3 separate regions of the Sus scrofa genome follow, and all the other regions are linked to region 2. Evidence: chromatin contacts called from public Hi-C and promoter capture Hi-C data. All regions are on one chromosome and are shown on one strand. The core of a region is the stretch at or near the end of the contact, and the rest is flanking DNA. Distances in the headings are between cores, read along the strand shown. Region 1 holds the start of TNIP2 (TNFAIP3-interacting protein 2). Region 2 holds the start of GRK4 (G protein-coupled receptor kinase 4). Region 3 holds the start of SH3BP2 (SH3 domain-binding protein 2).

What was found. Promoter capture Hi-C pulls out the DNA fragments that hold promoters and counts their contacts. Hi-C and Micro-C count contacts between places; a contact is called where the count stands out from the background.
Region 1: a contact with region 2 is called in a promoter capture Hi-C map of liver, with 4 times the contacts expected there. The contact joins the promoter of TNIP2 here to the promoter of GRK4 in region 2. A contact is called at or near these places in 4 of 5 promoter capture datasets (fetal liver, fetal skeletal muscle, liver and 1 more) and 5 of 47 Hi-C or Micro-C datasets (embryonic fibroblasts, liver, mesenteric adipose tissue and 2 more).
Region 3: a Hi-C map of heart right ventricle shows a contact between it and region 2, with 2.3 times the contacts expected there. The contact joins the promoter of SH3BP2 here to the promoter of GRK4 in region 2. A contact is called at or near these places in 1 of 5 promoter capture datasets (fetal liver), 9 of 47 Hi-C or Micro-C datasets (alveolar macrophages, brain, fetal liver and 5 more) and 1 of 2 datasets of contacts at active chromatin or transcription factors (alveolar macrophages).

Annotation. Positions count from the first base shown.
Region 1 is chr8:1,551,859-1,556,719 of Sscrofa11.1, reverse strand. TNIP2 (TNFAIP3-interacting protein 2) reads left to right here and starts at 2,043. Exons shown (of 6, transcript XM_003128825.4): 1 at 2,043-2,428. The coding sequence starts at 2,150.
Region 2 is chr8:1,736,671-1,740,993 of Sscrofa11.1, reverse strand. GRK4 (G protein-coupled receptor kinase 4) reads right to left here and starts at 3,034. Exons shown (of 12, transcript XM_021100943.1): 1 at 2,411-3,034. The coding sequence starts at 2,462. NOP14 (nucleolar protein 14) reads left to right here and starts at 3,023. Exons shown (of 18, transcript XM_005666511.3): 1 at 3,023-3,361. The coding sequence starts at 3,167.
Region 3 is chr8:1,579,997-1,584,526 of Sscrofa11.1, reverse strand. It overlaps SH3BP2 (SH3 domain-binding protein 2), which reads right to left and starts at 1,358. Exons shown (of 11, transcript XR_002346534.1): 1 at 1,225-1,358.

The DNA of each region.
Region 1 (4,861 bases), core at 794-3,293, 180 kb after region 2:
AGGCTAGGGGTCCAATCGGAGCTGCAGCCACCGGCCTACACCACAGCCACAGCAACGCCGGATCCTTAACCCACTGAGCAAGGCCGGGAATTGAACCCGTAACCTCATGGTTCCTAGTTGCATTTGTTCACCACTGAGCCATGACGGGAACTCCTTTTTTTTTTTTTTTTTGTCTTTTTAAGGCCACACCTGCAGTATATGGAAGTTCCCAGGTTAGGGGTCGAATTGGAGTTGCAGCTGCCAGTCTACACCGCAGCCACAGCAACTCGGGATCTGAGCCTCGTCTATGACCTACACCACAGCTCACGGCAACGCTGGATCCTTAACCACGGAGCGAGACCAGGGATTGAACCCGTGTCCTCATGGATACTAGTCAGGTTTGTTTCCGCTGCCCTACAACAGGAACTCCCGGACAACTTCTACATGTCAGGAATTTGGGTGGCTCTGGCTCAGGGACTCCCATGAGGCCCAGGCAAGGTGTTGGTAGGATGGAGGATATCCTCCCAAGGTGGGCCATTTACTCTTGTGGGTGAGTCGATGCTGGCTGTTGGCACGAAGCTGCATGTCTTCATCACATGGGCCTCTTCACAGGGCTACCTGAGTGTCTTCATGACGTGGCGGGGGGCTTCCTCGGAGCGAGTGATCTAAGAGAGGCCAAGGTAGTAGCTACACGGCCTCTAGTGACCTAGCTGGAGAAACACCATGACTTCTGCAGCATCTTCCTGCTTGCACAGGGCAGCCCTATTCAGAGTGTCAGAGGTGAAATCACAAGAGTGAACACCGCGAGTGGGATTCTTTTTGGATGCTGGCCACCCCGATGATACACAACCTATCTCAAATCCAAAGGTTCTCAATTTCAAAGTACCTGTGACCCCCAGAATGTTACATGAGACACTGGGAGCCTCTTCTACAGGTGAGAACCAGACAGCTGAGCGGCCTGTGGAAGGTTACACTTAGAGCAGTGGAGACCCGCCCGGCTCTGATGCCAGCGCCAGCTGGTTTTCTCCATCACTCCTTGAGTCGACAAGAACGTGTCTTTCCTGACCTCAGCCACGTGGACGGCGGGCTTGCAGGGGCAGGTGCTGCAAATTCCATCCTCTAGTCACACAACACGCCTGTGGGTTGGAAGGAGCCACTGGACGCGATGTCTCTCTGCAATGGAGGACGTTTGTCCATCTCTCCATCTGTCTGTCTGTCTGATTCTGCAGGCTGGTGAGTGCTTTCCCTGGGCTCAGCCCAAGCTTGGGCAGGGATTACAAAAAACACACCATGCTGCTCTCAGGGGGCAGGGCGAGGAGGGGAGTGCAAGCAGTAGGGCAGGGACCTGCAGAGGATTCAGTGTGGGAGGGCAGGGGGGCGCTTTGAAAGACCACAGGTGTGGTTGGGCATCATGGTGGAGCAAACTCAGACTTTGAAAAAAAACAGCTGCAGAGTCACGGAAAAATCTTCAGGATTGGTCTGGGCAGTTGGGGGGAAGGAAAAGAATGGAGAAATAGGGCAGGAAAGAGGGCGGATGCAGGGTCTAGAGTCCTGCTCTGGGCACTGCCCTGTGCCCTGGTGGGTAGGGCACCTCGCTGGGCTCAACTCCTGAAAGTCGCCCTTTTCCTATTGCCCGACGTGGCCAACCCGCCTGCAGCCCGGGGATTTGGACCCAACTTCAGGGTTAATCCTTGGGGTCGTCTTTGAACCAGGGCCCCAGCAGCGACCTGAACCACTGCAGTGACGACATGGGATCCAACCCGTCGAGCCACACAGGAATTCCTGGCTCCTGTCCCTTCCATCAGTAGCTACATCAGAGACCGCTCAACCCCTCTCCTCAACCGAGCGTACTCTCCAAAAACTGCCCCCACGCGGGGCGACTGGGCGGCTGGGACAGGCGAGGCACCCCCGGGTGGACGGAGGCGGAATGGGGACGGGCGGGGCCCAGCGCTGGGCGGGGGCGGGGCCCAGCGCTGGGCGGGGGCGGGGGCGGGGGCGGGGCCCAGCGCTGGGCGGGGGCGGGGCCTGGACGCGCGGCGCGGGGCGGGGCCCGGGGGTTCCGCGGGGGGGCGGGGCGCGCCGGGAAAAGTTCCGGGAAGGGGGGCCGCCCGCCCAGACCCGGCGCGGAAGTTGCCGGCGGGCGCGCGTCTTCCCGGACAGGCCCGTAGCCATGTCGTCCGGGGGCGCGGGGTCGGGCGGGCCGGAGGGGGCCCCTCGCGCGGCTGCCGCGCTCTGCGGCCTGTACCACGAGGCCGGGCAGCGGCTGAGGCGCCTGCAGGACCAGCTGGCCGCTCGGGACGCCCTCATCGCGCGCCTGCGCGCCCGTCTGGCGGCGCTTGAGGGGGACGCGGCGCCGTCGCTCGTGGACGCGCTGCTGGAGCAGGTGGCGCGCTTCCGAGAGCAGCTCCGGCAGCAGGACGGCGGCGCCGCGGAGGCCGCGCTGCGCCAGGTGCGGAGCCGAGTGGGCGGGGGCCGCGTGCGGCTGGCGGAGCTCGGGTGGGCAGGCCGGGTCGGCGCTGCGCCGCGGGCGGGCGTCGGCGGGTGGCCCCTGAGGGGCGTGCGCGCTGGGGGCCCGGAGGGGTCGCTGGGCTCTCGGGTGTGGGCTGCTAGCCGGGGTCTGGGCGCCCTGTGTGCCGGCGGTCAGGCTGCGGGGTGCGTGTGAGCGTCTGCGGGCTGTCGCCGTGTTGGGTCTGGAGGGTGTAAGTGTAGCTGCTGAGGGGCGCGCGTGTCCCTGTCGGTGCTGAGGGGGCGCGCGTGTCCCTGTCGGTGCTGAGGGGGCGCGCGTGTCCCTGTCGGTGCTGAGGGGCGCGCGTGTCCCTGTCGGTGCTGAGGGGGCGCGCGTGTCCCTGTCGGTGCTGAGGGGGCGCGCGTGTCCCTGTCGGTGCTGAGGGGGCGCGTGTCCCTGTCGGTGCTGAGGGGCGCGCGTGTCCCTGTCGGTGCTGAGGGGCGTGCTCCATGTTGGGTCTGAGGCGTGTGTGTCGAGGTGGTTCTCAGGGATGTGTGTTCATGTCAGCGTCTGCGGTGTTACCGCGTTGGGTCTGAGGTGCGTGTACGTCTTGGTTCTGGCATTGTGAGCCTGTCTTAGGTTCTGAGGGGTGTGCTCCCGTAGTGGGTCTTAGGGCGTGGGCCCTTTTTGTGTCTGAGGGTTGTGTGTCTGTGTTGATGCTGGCTGTATTTATTCCTGTGGGGTCTGAGGTGTGTGTGTGCCCCTGTGTAGAGTCTCGGGGCTGTCTGCTCCCCTCGTGGGTTCCGAAGTTGTGTTGAGGGATCTGTGTGAATGTGTTGCTTCTGAGGGTTATGTGCTCATTTTGGTTTTGAAGGTTGTGTGCTTATATTGTGTCTGAGGGTTATGTGTGCTCCTTTTGGTTCTAAGGGGTATGTTTTCATGTTGCTTTTGAGGTGTGTATGTGCGTGTTGGTGTCTGAGGAATATGTGTGTGTTTCGCTAGGGTCTGTAGGTGATGGGTCTGTGTTTGAGGGGTTTGTGCCTGTATTGGATTCTGATAGTTGTGTGTTCATGGTGGCTCTGAGGGATGTGTGTCCTTGTTGGCATAGTTGAGTTGTGAGTGATGTGTGCCCATTTTGGGTGTAAAAGGTGTTTGTCCATATTGGTTCTGAGGCATGTGCGTGCCTATGTTGGATCTGAGGTGTGTGTCCTCATGTTGGATCTGAGATTTGTGCATCCTTGATGGGTTGAGGAAAGTGCCCATGTTGGTTCTTAGGAGTCCTTGTTGGTTTTCAGGAGTGTGTGTGCCCATGTTGGTCTGAGGGTTATGAGTCTGAGTAGTGTGTCTGTGTTAGGTGTGAGGGGTGTGTTTGTGTTGGTTCTGAAGTACATCTGCATGTGTTGGGTTTGGAGTGTGTATTTCCATATGGGTCTGAGGGGAGTGTATGCTGGTTTCTGAAGGATATATGCCTCCGTTTTGTGTTCTGAGTGGTGTGTGTGTGCGTGCGTGCGTGCGTGCCTGTTTTGAGTTCTGAGTAATATGTGTGCCCATTTGGGCTCTGAGAGATGTGTATGTGTGTTGGTTCTGAAGGTTGTCTATCCGTGGTTTTGAGGATTGTGTGTATGCCAGTGTTGAATCTTGCAGTTGTGTACCAGTTGAATTCAGGGGGGTCTGCTCCCATGTTGGGTGTGAGGGGAATGTGTGCCTGTGTTGGGTTTGAAGGGTGTGTGTCCATGTTGGGTTGTGGGTTGTGTGTGCTTCTGTGGTATATGAGATGTGTATGCCCTTATGTTGGGTTCTGAGGGGTGTGTTCACCTGTGTTGGGTTTTGAGTTTGTGCTCATTTGGATTGTGAAGGATGTATATGCGTGTTTAGTTCTCAGGGGTCTGTTGCTGTGCTGGGTTTTGAAGAGTGTGAGTGCCCATATTGGGCTCTCAGGGGGGTGTGTGTGTATCCATGCTGGGTGTGAGAGGTGTGTGTCTGTGTTGGGCCTTAGGGATGACTGTGCATGTTATTTGTATTTGTGCACAAGGAAGTTTCTGTGTGTGTGTTCATGTTGAGTTCTCCTTTGTGTGTATAGACATTGGGCCTGGGCACTGGGTTCAGGGCCTGTGAACCCTAGTTGTGTTCTGGGGTGTCTTTTAGCCCTGGTCATGAATGTATTTTTCAATAGTAACACATCTCTTCTGCTGGGAGTGATGACAGAGTGGGGGCCTGCCAGTGTCTGATGATAGACTTAGGTCCTTACTTTCTCTCCTTCTTATCCTTGTTACTGATATTATGTTATATGATATTGAAATACCACAAACACTCAGGTCAGGAGCAAGAGTAACAGTATTTTGCTGTAACAGCTATTTGGAAGTGCCCCAGACATTTTTGGTGAACTCTGGTCTGTTATCCCATTTAGCCCAGAGCTATTATCCAGGTTTTCCCAGT
Region 2 (4,323 bases), core at 1,785-4,284:
CGTTTCTAGGCCACTTATCCTCACCTCGCTGTCTAAGCTCTACAGCGTTATAAGGAAGCCTGCTTGGTACACTATTCCCTGGTGGTACATTATACCCACATACGAAGGCAGAGGGGAAAGAAAGCCGTTTTAGCCTCAGTCGGAGGACGCTTCCCGTCTCTGACCAACGCGGAGTTCAGAGTGAGCGGCGCCAGCCCCAGTCAAGTGCTGCCGGAGCCACACGCTCTGAGGACTCCCCGCCGCCGCAGCTCTTCTACTCATGATAATTCAGGTTGGCACACGGACAGTGAGGTCTCTCTTCCAACTCTTTTTTTCTTCGGGCCGCACCCGTGGCATATGGAGGTTCCCAGGCCAGGGGTCTAATCGGAGCTACAGCTGCCGGCCTCCACCACAGCCACAGCCACGCCCGATCCGAGCTGAGTCTGCGACCTACACCACACCTGGGGTCCCCGAGCAGGCCTGAGCCAACTTCTGCTTTTACACTGAAGTCTTGCTAACTTGTTCAATCAAACCATAAGTTGGGCTAAAACCCTCTCTTCACACCATAAAGTCTCAGTTTACAGCAACGCTGGATCCCTAACCCGCTAAGCGAGGCCAGGGATCGAACTCGCATCCTCACGGATCCTAGTCAGTTTTGTTAACTGCTGAGCCACAGCAGGAACTCCTACAACTCTCAATATAAAAAGCACGCTACAAAATTCAAGTTCACTACTTCTAGAGTTCCCTGGTGGCACAGTGAGTTAAAGATCTGGCTTTATCACTGTAGCGGCTTGGGTCACTGCTGTTGCGCTCTTGGATTGCTGTCTGGAAAAAAAAAAAATTAAAAATAAATAATATGGGGGAAAAAACTGTAACTGCAATGTATACATCTAAGGATGACCTGACCCCCTTGCTGTACAGTGTGAAAATAATAAAAAATAAAAAATAATAATAATAATAATAAAAGCTCACTACTTCTTAACTCAAAGTCCTTCCATTTAAACCCCAAACTTAGTAGCTAATTCTATCACTCCCTGTTACTTCAAGAATTTCTGCTTCACATTGCTGTGGCTATGGCATAGGCTGGCAGCTACAGCTTCAATTCGATCCCTATCCTGGGAATCTCCAAATGCAGCGGGTGCGGCTCTAAAAAGCAAAACAAACAAACAAACAAAAAACCTGAGTTCCTGTTATGGCGCTGCGGTTAGTGAACCCAACTAGCATCCATGAGGACACGGGTTTGACTCAGTAGATGAAGGATTGCCATGAGCTGTGGTGTAGATCACAGACGAGGCTCAGATCCCACGATGCTGTGGCTCTGTTGTAGACTGGTGGCTACAGCTCCAATTGGACCCCTAGCCTGGGAACCTCCATATGCCGCCAGTGCAGCCCTAAAAAGACAAAAAAAAAAAAAAAGAAAAGAAAAAAGAATTTCTGATTCGGAATCTCCAGGGTGTTGAGAGAAAGGCACTTAGGACAAAATGGGAAAGGGGGGGTACTTAAAAAAAAACAACCCAAGTCTGAAACATCTGTGTGCCAGGTTCATTTCTCACACAGCACAGTATTCACTACCCCAATCACAAGATGAACTTACTGACGCTTTTCAACAGCATCCCCAAGTCCCCTGGAGCACCTCTTTGCACTCTGCACCCAGGACGGAAGCCCTGGGAGATGGAGCAGAAAACGCTCCTTCAAATTGTCTTAACTATGCAGCCTTCTGCAGGTACTTTCTGTTCTCTGACTCTGACTGCGCAAGAGGGAAGGGACGGAAGAACCACGGGCAGACGCTGCTGCCTGCTCTCCCATCTCTCCAGAGGCAGGAGAGAAGACACCTGGTCCTCGACAGAGATTCTACTCCTGGAGTCTCGAGCAGGGCGGAGCCAACTGCTGTTTTCACACTTAAGTCTTACTGACTTGTTCACTCAACACGTTAGTGGGGCTAAAATCCACTCTTGTCACCGTCAAGTCTGAGACACCTTCTCACACCTAAAGGCCAAGAAGCTATGTCAAAATTAACAGGCTAAACACCCTTGGAAGGGCCTCGCCAGGGTAGATTACAGGATTCTCCTCTTGTCCTTTAGATCCCACCAAGACATGGTTCTCTTCTGCTGGCTTCACTCGCTGGCCTGGCTTCCTCCCTCTCAGGTCAGTAGGACACGGGTCGCCTGGTGCTGAAGCAACGCTGCGACCCTGCGACTTCAGACGGACCAGAGCAGAGCGCGGGCTACCTTCACTTGGGTCAGGCGGTGCTGAAAGGGGACCAAGCAGCTTAAGCCTTAGGGGGGCCCAAACTGACCCCTCGCCAGCCGACCGCGCCCGAGAGCGAGGCTGCGCGGACCGGCTCGGGATTCTGCGGAAGATCTGGGTCCCGCAGCAGGGTCCCCCGGGGATCGGGGTTCCAGGGCTGGTTGGGGCGCCGCTGTGCACCCACCTTGGCGCGCTTTCAGTAGCAGCGAGTTGGCCAAGATGTTCTCGAGCTCCATGGACGACCGCCGCCGCCGCCGCCGCCGCCGCCTCCGCCGCCTCTGCAGCCGCCGCGACCGGGGTTTGCGGACTCGAGGGGGCGGCGGCGGCGCGTCCTCCGCGCATGGTTCGCCGGGCGCCGGGCCGGGTGCCACACTGGGCTGCAGCCCCTCCACCGCCCGCTTCTGCCGCCGCCGCCGCTGCCACGGCCACCAGCCGCGCCGCCGCTGCTTCGGACGTTCCCGGCGCCGGCCTCCCGCCCGACCCTCGGGGTCCGGGGCGTGGGCGGGCCGGGGGGCTCTGACAGCCCGGCCGCCGCGGGTTCCCGCGGTCACTGCCGCCGCGCGGTGGCCCAGGCTGGCGGCCCCATGGCCCGGGAGGGGCTCTCCGGCAGGGGCGCCGCCGCCGCCGCCGCCTCCTGGCACAGCGCCGACTCCCGCCAACGGCTCCCCGGGAGAGGGAGCCCGAGCGCTCTCCCGCTGGCGTGCGGAGGCGGGCCGGCGCCGCGAGGGCCGCGACCGCTCCCAGGAGGCCGCGCGCGGCGAAGGCTGCTGGGAATTGTAGTCGCTCCGCCGCGGGCGAGTAGGCGGGGCCTGGGCGAGACGGAGTTTCTCCCGGCGTTCCCCTTCGCACGGGCTCAGTTCTCGCGAGAACCGGAGGGCCGCCCCGGGCTGCGGAGGTGCACGTGTCTTCTGAGTGGTTCTGAAGTCCGGCGAGTGTCGCGATGGGGAAGGCCAGGTCCGCCGGGGCGCGCGGGAAGGCCCTCGGGGCCCCGGCGGGCGCGCGGAGCGGCCGAGCGAGACCCAACCCCAACCCATTCGAGGTGAAAGTCAACCGGCAGAAGTTCCAGGTCCTGGGCAGGAAAACGCGCCACGATGTGGGGATGCCCGGGGTGTCCCGCGCGCGAGCGCTCCAGAAGGTAAACGGGGGGGTGGGAGCGCGCCCCCCGGGCCCGCGGCCCTACCCTTGAACCTCCGCGGCACGGCGCAGACTCGCGAGCCCTACCGCGGGGTGTGTGCCGCGCGGTGGCCCGGAGGCGTGGGAACCTTTCTGCGCCTGTTTCCTCGTCTGTAAATTGAGATGATGGGAGGACCCGCGTCCCGGGGCTGCGGTGAGGGAGGGCAGTTGTCACTTAGAGTCCTCGGACCAGCGCTTGGCACAGTTGGACGTCGTGTGTCGTGTATGCCCCGTGTCATGCCTCTGGCTTTGGGTGGGCTGGAATGACAGTCCTTGGAAATTTATTGTCCCTCCTTGGAGACCCAGCACACGTGTGTTTCCTTGTGGCTCCTTTGCAGGCGCCTCGGGCAGTTAGTCACTTCTCTGCTGCCGTGTCCCCTGTGCGGATCTCTTTCAGCCTGTTCTCCTGGAGACTCTGAACGCTGCTGGGTTAGGGATCCTGGGCCTTTTCTGCACAGAATGGGGGCTGCATAGGGGTGCTCCTGGATGTTTGAGGAAGAGTGCATCTCTCCTTTGCAGCACACAACCCTGTCCCTTGCAGGGTAGCTGAAATGCTACCCTCCTGGATGCTGAGTGCTTTCACGTTTTCTGTGCTGTGGTCTCAGAGCATTCTGTGCTTTAGGGTTCAGTTCAGGTGGCATTCTCCATGCAGCTTCTGAGACACGCTCCTTGGTTGGCGGAACAACATTGGGAGTTCCGCTGTGGCTCCGCAGGTTGTGAACTGGACTAGTATCCAGGAGGATCCCTGGCTTTGCTCAGTGGCTTAACCATTTGGCATTGCCACAGGCTGTGGTGTAGGTCACAGATAAGGCTTGTCTCTAGCATTGCTGTGACTGCGGTGTGGGCTGGCAGCTGCATCTCTGATTCAACCCCTGGCCTGGGAACTTCCATCTGCCACAGGTGCCGCCCTAAAAAGCAAAACAA
Region 3 (4,530 bases), core at 109-2,608, 150 kb after region 2:
GGAAGTGGAATTTGACGGGGTCCCTACCCCTTGGCGCCTCCATCCTGGCCCCCTGGCCCACCCAGAGTGGAGCCCTGGCTCCTGGAGGGCCCTCTGCAGGGGTGTCCTGGGTACAAGTCACAGTGGAGGAGGGCCAGCGGGTAACAGAGCCCAGTCCCCTCCTCTGGTCCCACAGAGCCGGGGCCAGGGGGCTGCCCCAGGGCCACACTGCATCAGTGCTGGGCTAGACTTAAACCTGGAAACCTACCCCTACTCCAGGACTTGCCGTGCCCCCTGGTCATCAGACTGTGCTCAAAATATTCTCACATTTTCTCATCATTATGGCAAAGCAACATTTCCTGAGCCCCTTCGGTGCTGGAGCCTCGTTTCACGTGTCATCGTCAGATAACATGCAATCCCAGAGGTCCCACACAGACCCCCCAACCCAGGCCAAGGGCATTTATAAGGGGCACTTTACTCAGCATGGCCACCTGACCAGCAAGTATAGAAGTCACCAAAGCTGACATACGGGCAAAGTGAGGCACTCAGGGAAGATGTGAGGCAGTCAGGGTCCCGCAGGGTGGCAAAGGGAGCGGGCTCTGGCTGAACGCTGCTCCAACAGGCCAGCTCAGAACCCCAGCCACAGCGACTATCAACACTTCACCAGGGGAAGCAGAGGCCAGGAGCAGCAGGGAAAGAGCTGGGCTGCTGGGAGGGCCGGGTACATGTGGAAGGAAGGCTGTCCCCAACCCCCAGACACTCACTGTTCCCCAGAATAAGAGTCGCAGACACCCCTAGGCCATGGGGCTATCAGTCACTCACACTTCGGTGTGAATTCTCCAACAGGCGGCTTTTCTCCACCCTCCGCGGCACACAGGCTGAGGGAAGGAAAGTTTGCATTACCGGGAGGAGGTGGAGGCAAATTCCGGGCCTGGGCCTTCAGAGGCCGGTCGCGTACGTGTAATGGGGCCTGCGGCCGTCGGCCAGCCCCAGGGGGCTAGGGAAGTGGGGGCTAGAGGGACGGGGTGGGGGTGCGGAACAGATACAACGCCACCGCCCCCCGCCCCTAGGCCTCCAGGGTGCACCCCAGGCACACCTCGAACCCGCTCATTTCAGGCAGTGGTGCTCCGAGTCTGGGCGGGCGCTAGAACTGACCGCCCCGCGCGTCCTACAGCGAGGACCCTGGCCCCTGGGATTCCGGACGCGATCGCGCCCCTCCCGTCCATGCCCGCCGCCCAGCCTTACCTGCCGAGGCTCTGCTCCCAGCCCGCGTCAGGGCCCTGCGTCCGGCAGCGGATCCCGCCTCGGCGGCCCGGCGTTCGCGCCCGCCGGGAGGTAGCCAGGAGCTGGATCCCTCCCGGAGCTGGGCCCGCCCCTCCTGGCTGGCCCCGCCCCCCACAGGCTCCTGCCCCGCCCCGCCCCCCCGGCCCGGCTCCCTCAGTCCCCCAGCGCGTCGGGCCCCGCCCACCCCCGCCTCCGCGCCTCGCCCCCACCCTCCCGGCCCGCCCCTTCGACCTGGTCCCGCCCACTCCCGCCCGGCGCCGCGTTGCCCGGCTCCGGGCCCCGCCCCTTCGAAACGACCCTGCCCCTTTAGTCTCCTCCCCTCCCCCACCCCCACGCACCCGGCCCGAGTCCTCTGGCCCCCGGGGCCCACCTCGCCGACTCCTTTTGCGATCTGAAGGACGCGATGCAGCCCGCAGTCCTCGGGGTTCGAGGTTTGGGCGCAGGGTGGGGATCAGGACCTCAGAGTCTGGGGGTCTCCCACCTTTCCACACTCCTGCTCCCCAGGAGGAGAAGGCAGGAGTTGGCTGCACGTGTGGACCCACCATCCCTGCACAGGCACCCTCTAGGGTTCAGTAAATGCAAGTGCGTGTCCTGCTCAATGACAGCCGGTGGCCCCACCGGAGGGGGTGTCGTCCTCCAACCCGCTGATCCTGATCCTGTAGGAGGAGGCCATGTCCCTCGCGGACCCCATCCCTGCCTCCTTGGTCTCAGGTCTGGAAGGGAGGGACAGGGGCATGGGATGACCCCTCCCCTGCCCCAGGAAGAAGTCTTGCTGGGAACCCAAACTTCGGAACCTGGCCCTTATTTCAGAAGAGTCTCTAGGGCATTTTTCCGCCACTTTGAAGCCAGGACACAGTCCTTGTACCAGGTCTGGACTCTCTTGGCCCAGGGGTCTGATTCCAACACTGGGAGGCCCAGAAAACAGGGTACTTTAAATTTTGCCTCTGGGAGTTCCCTTTGTGGTGCAGGGGAAACTAATCCGACTAGGAACCATGAGGTTGCAGGTTTGTTCCCTGGCCTCGCTCAGTGGGTTAAGGATCTGGCATTGCATTGAGCTGTAGCGTAGATCGAAGATACAGCTCAAGTCTGGCGTTGCTGTCGCTGTGATGTAGGCCTGCAGCTGTAGCTCCAGTTAGACCCCTAGTTTAGGAATTGCCATATGCCCCAGGTGTGGCCCTAAAAAGACCAAAAATAAACAAGTAAATAAATTAATTTTGCCTCCTGGGAGGCTCCCAACCAAGGTCCTTCCCAGAAGTTGTGGGGGGATGGGGAACATGAGTCCAGCTTTAGACGCAGATCACTCTGTTTAAGGGGCAGGGCCCTGGGGGAAAGGGAGCTTGTCAGATCTTGCAGAAAGGGCTTCCTGGGAGGAACTGGCTTCCTGGAGGGGCGTCCTAAAGGGCGGTGTGAGTGGTGGAGATAGGGAGGAGGTGTCCCAGGGAGAAGCAGTACGGCGGGCACGTTTGTAGGGGACTGGAGCTTCCAGAGAAAGGCCTGAGGAGGGGGCTGGGATCCTTGGTCCCAGAGCCCAGGAAGCAGTAAACAGGGGAAGGATAGGATCTGGCTGGCGGCTGAAGAGGCTATGGGGAGGGCAGAAGGCCAGCGCACCGAGGCTGGATTGTCCAGGTGGGAGGCCAAGGTCTGCCCCTCTGTGTGGCACTGGGCATGAAGGGCGGAAGTCCAGCAGGGCAGCCACAGCAGGCGCTGGACCAGCCGCTCTGAACAGGCAGGATGGGGAGCAGCCAGGGGCTAGAACTGGGTTAGGCTGAGTCCGAGAGTCCCAGGCTGTGGGGGTGCCCAGAGTTGTAGCTGAACATGGGCCATGTCCACCTGTCCAGAGCTGCCCAGGTGTGGGTCCCAGGCCCCAGAAAGAGGAGGCCTGGGCGCAGCAGCACACATGGAGTCAGAGACATTGAGCGTGGGGGCAAGTGGGAAAGGCCAGAGCCAGGGGACCAGGCCATGAGCGCAGGCCTGGGGGAGATGCCTGCGCCCCCTGGAAGGAGACCGGGACCAAGGCGGGACCACAGTCGAGAGAGAGCCAAACCAGAGAGGGGCACCCAGAGGCAGGCGAGGCTATGGGAGAGTATTCAGACAACAGGGCCCCAGTTTCCTCAACTATGAAACTAGGGGGGCCATCTGCTAGGGTGGCAGGAGAATTTGATGGAGGATGGGAACAAGCAGAGTGCCCAGCACCCCAGCCCTTCAGCCCTAAGATGCTCACCCTGCCGGGCCCAGGGCCACCCCTTGCCCTGTAACTGCACCCACCCACAGCACAGCCCCCTCTCAGGGCTCAACTTGGACCCCAGAGGTCCTGAAATCTCCCTCTCCCGGCCCCAAGAGGCCATCATGGAGGTGAGCAGACTCAGCCACCATCGGCACCCCCTGGTCACCCTACTCCTGAAACAGGACTCCACGTGGAGGAGCTCAGTGCTGGCTCCACCGGCTGGAGCCCCTGACAGGCTCATTACCTCCAGGCTGGACACGCGTGCTCCCCGAGGCCTGGCTCAGCAGCCCCCGCACTGGGACCCTGGGCACCCTGAGCCGATGCGGGGAAATCCGCATCCTGTGGCTCGTGGAAGGGCAGGGCGGGCAGGGGCTGGCTTTAGATGCCAAACTCGAGGTGACAGAAGCCAGGAGAGGCCTCACCGTCAGGGTCACTGCAGACAGTTTGGACAGACAAGGTGGCCCAGAGAATTGTCCCCCAGGAGTACAAATCCACCTCCAGACAGCCTCTACTGTGGACAGATTCCGACCACCCACGTACATTGTCCCTGTCCTTCCTCCCCGTCCAGCCCCAGCCGGCCAGGGGGAGGGGACCCTGGAGGACCTCAGGGCAGCTTGGAGCAGCCTGCCCAGCCAGGAACTACAGGAGGCAGAGGCCAGTGGAGCTGGTAGGACCCGTGTGGGTGAGGAGGATCTTGCCTCAGGGAGGGTGGCAGGCCAGTGCTGCAGCGGAGCGGGGCTGGGTTGGGGGGAGGCCCCCTGGCTGGGCAGGGGGAGGTGTGGAGGACCTCCGAAGCGCATGTCCATGTTTTAAGTACACAGGTGGGGAGTTCCCCTTGTGGCTCAGTGGTAATGAACCTGACTAGTATCCATGAGTATGGGGGTTCAGTCCCTGGTCTCACTCAGTGGGTCAAGGATCCAGCATTGCTATGAGCTGTGGTGTAGGTCGCAGACGTGGCTCAGATTTGATGGTGCTGTGGCTGTGGTGTAGGCCAGCCTGGTGCTGTGGCTGTGGTGACCCCTAGCCTGGGAACTTCCATATGC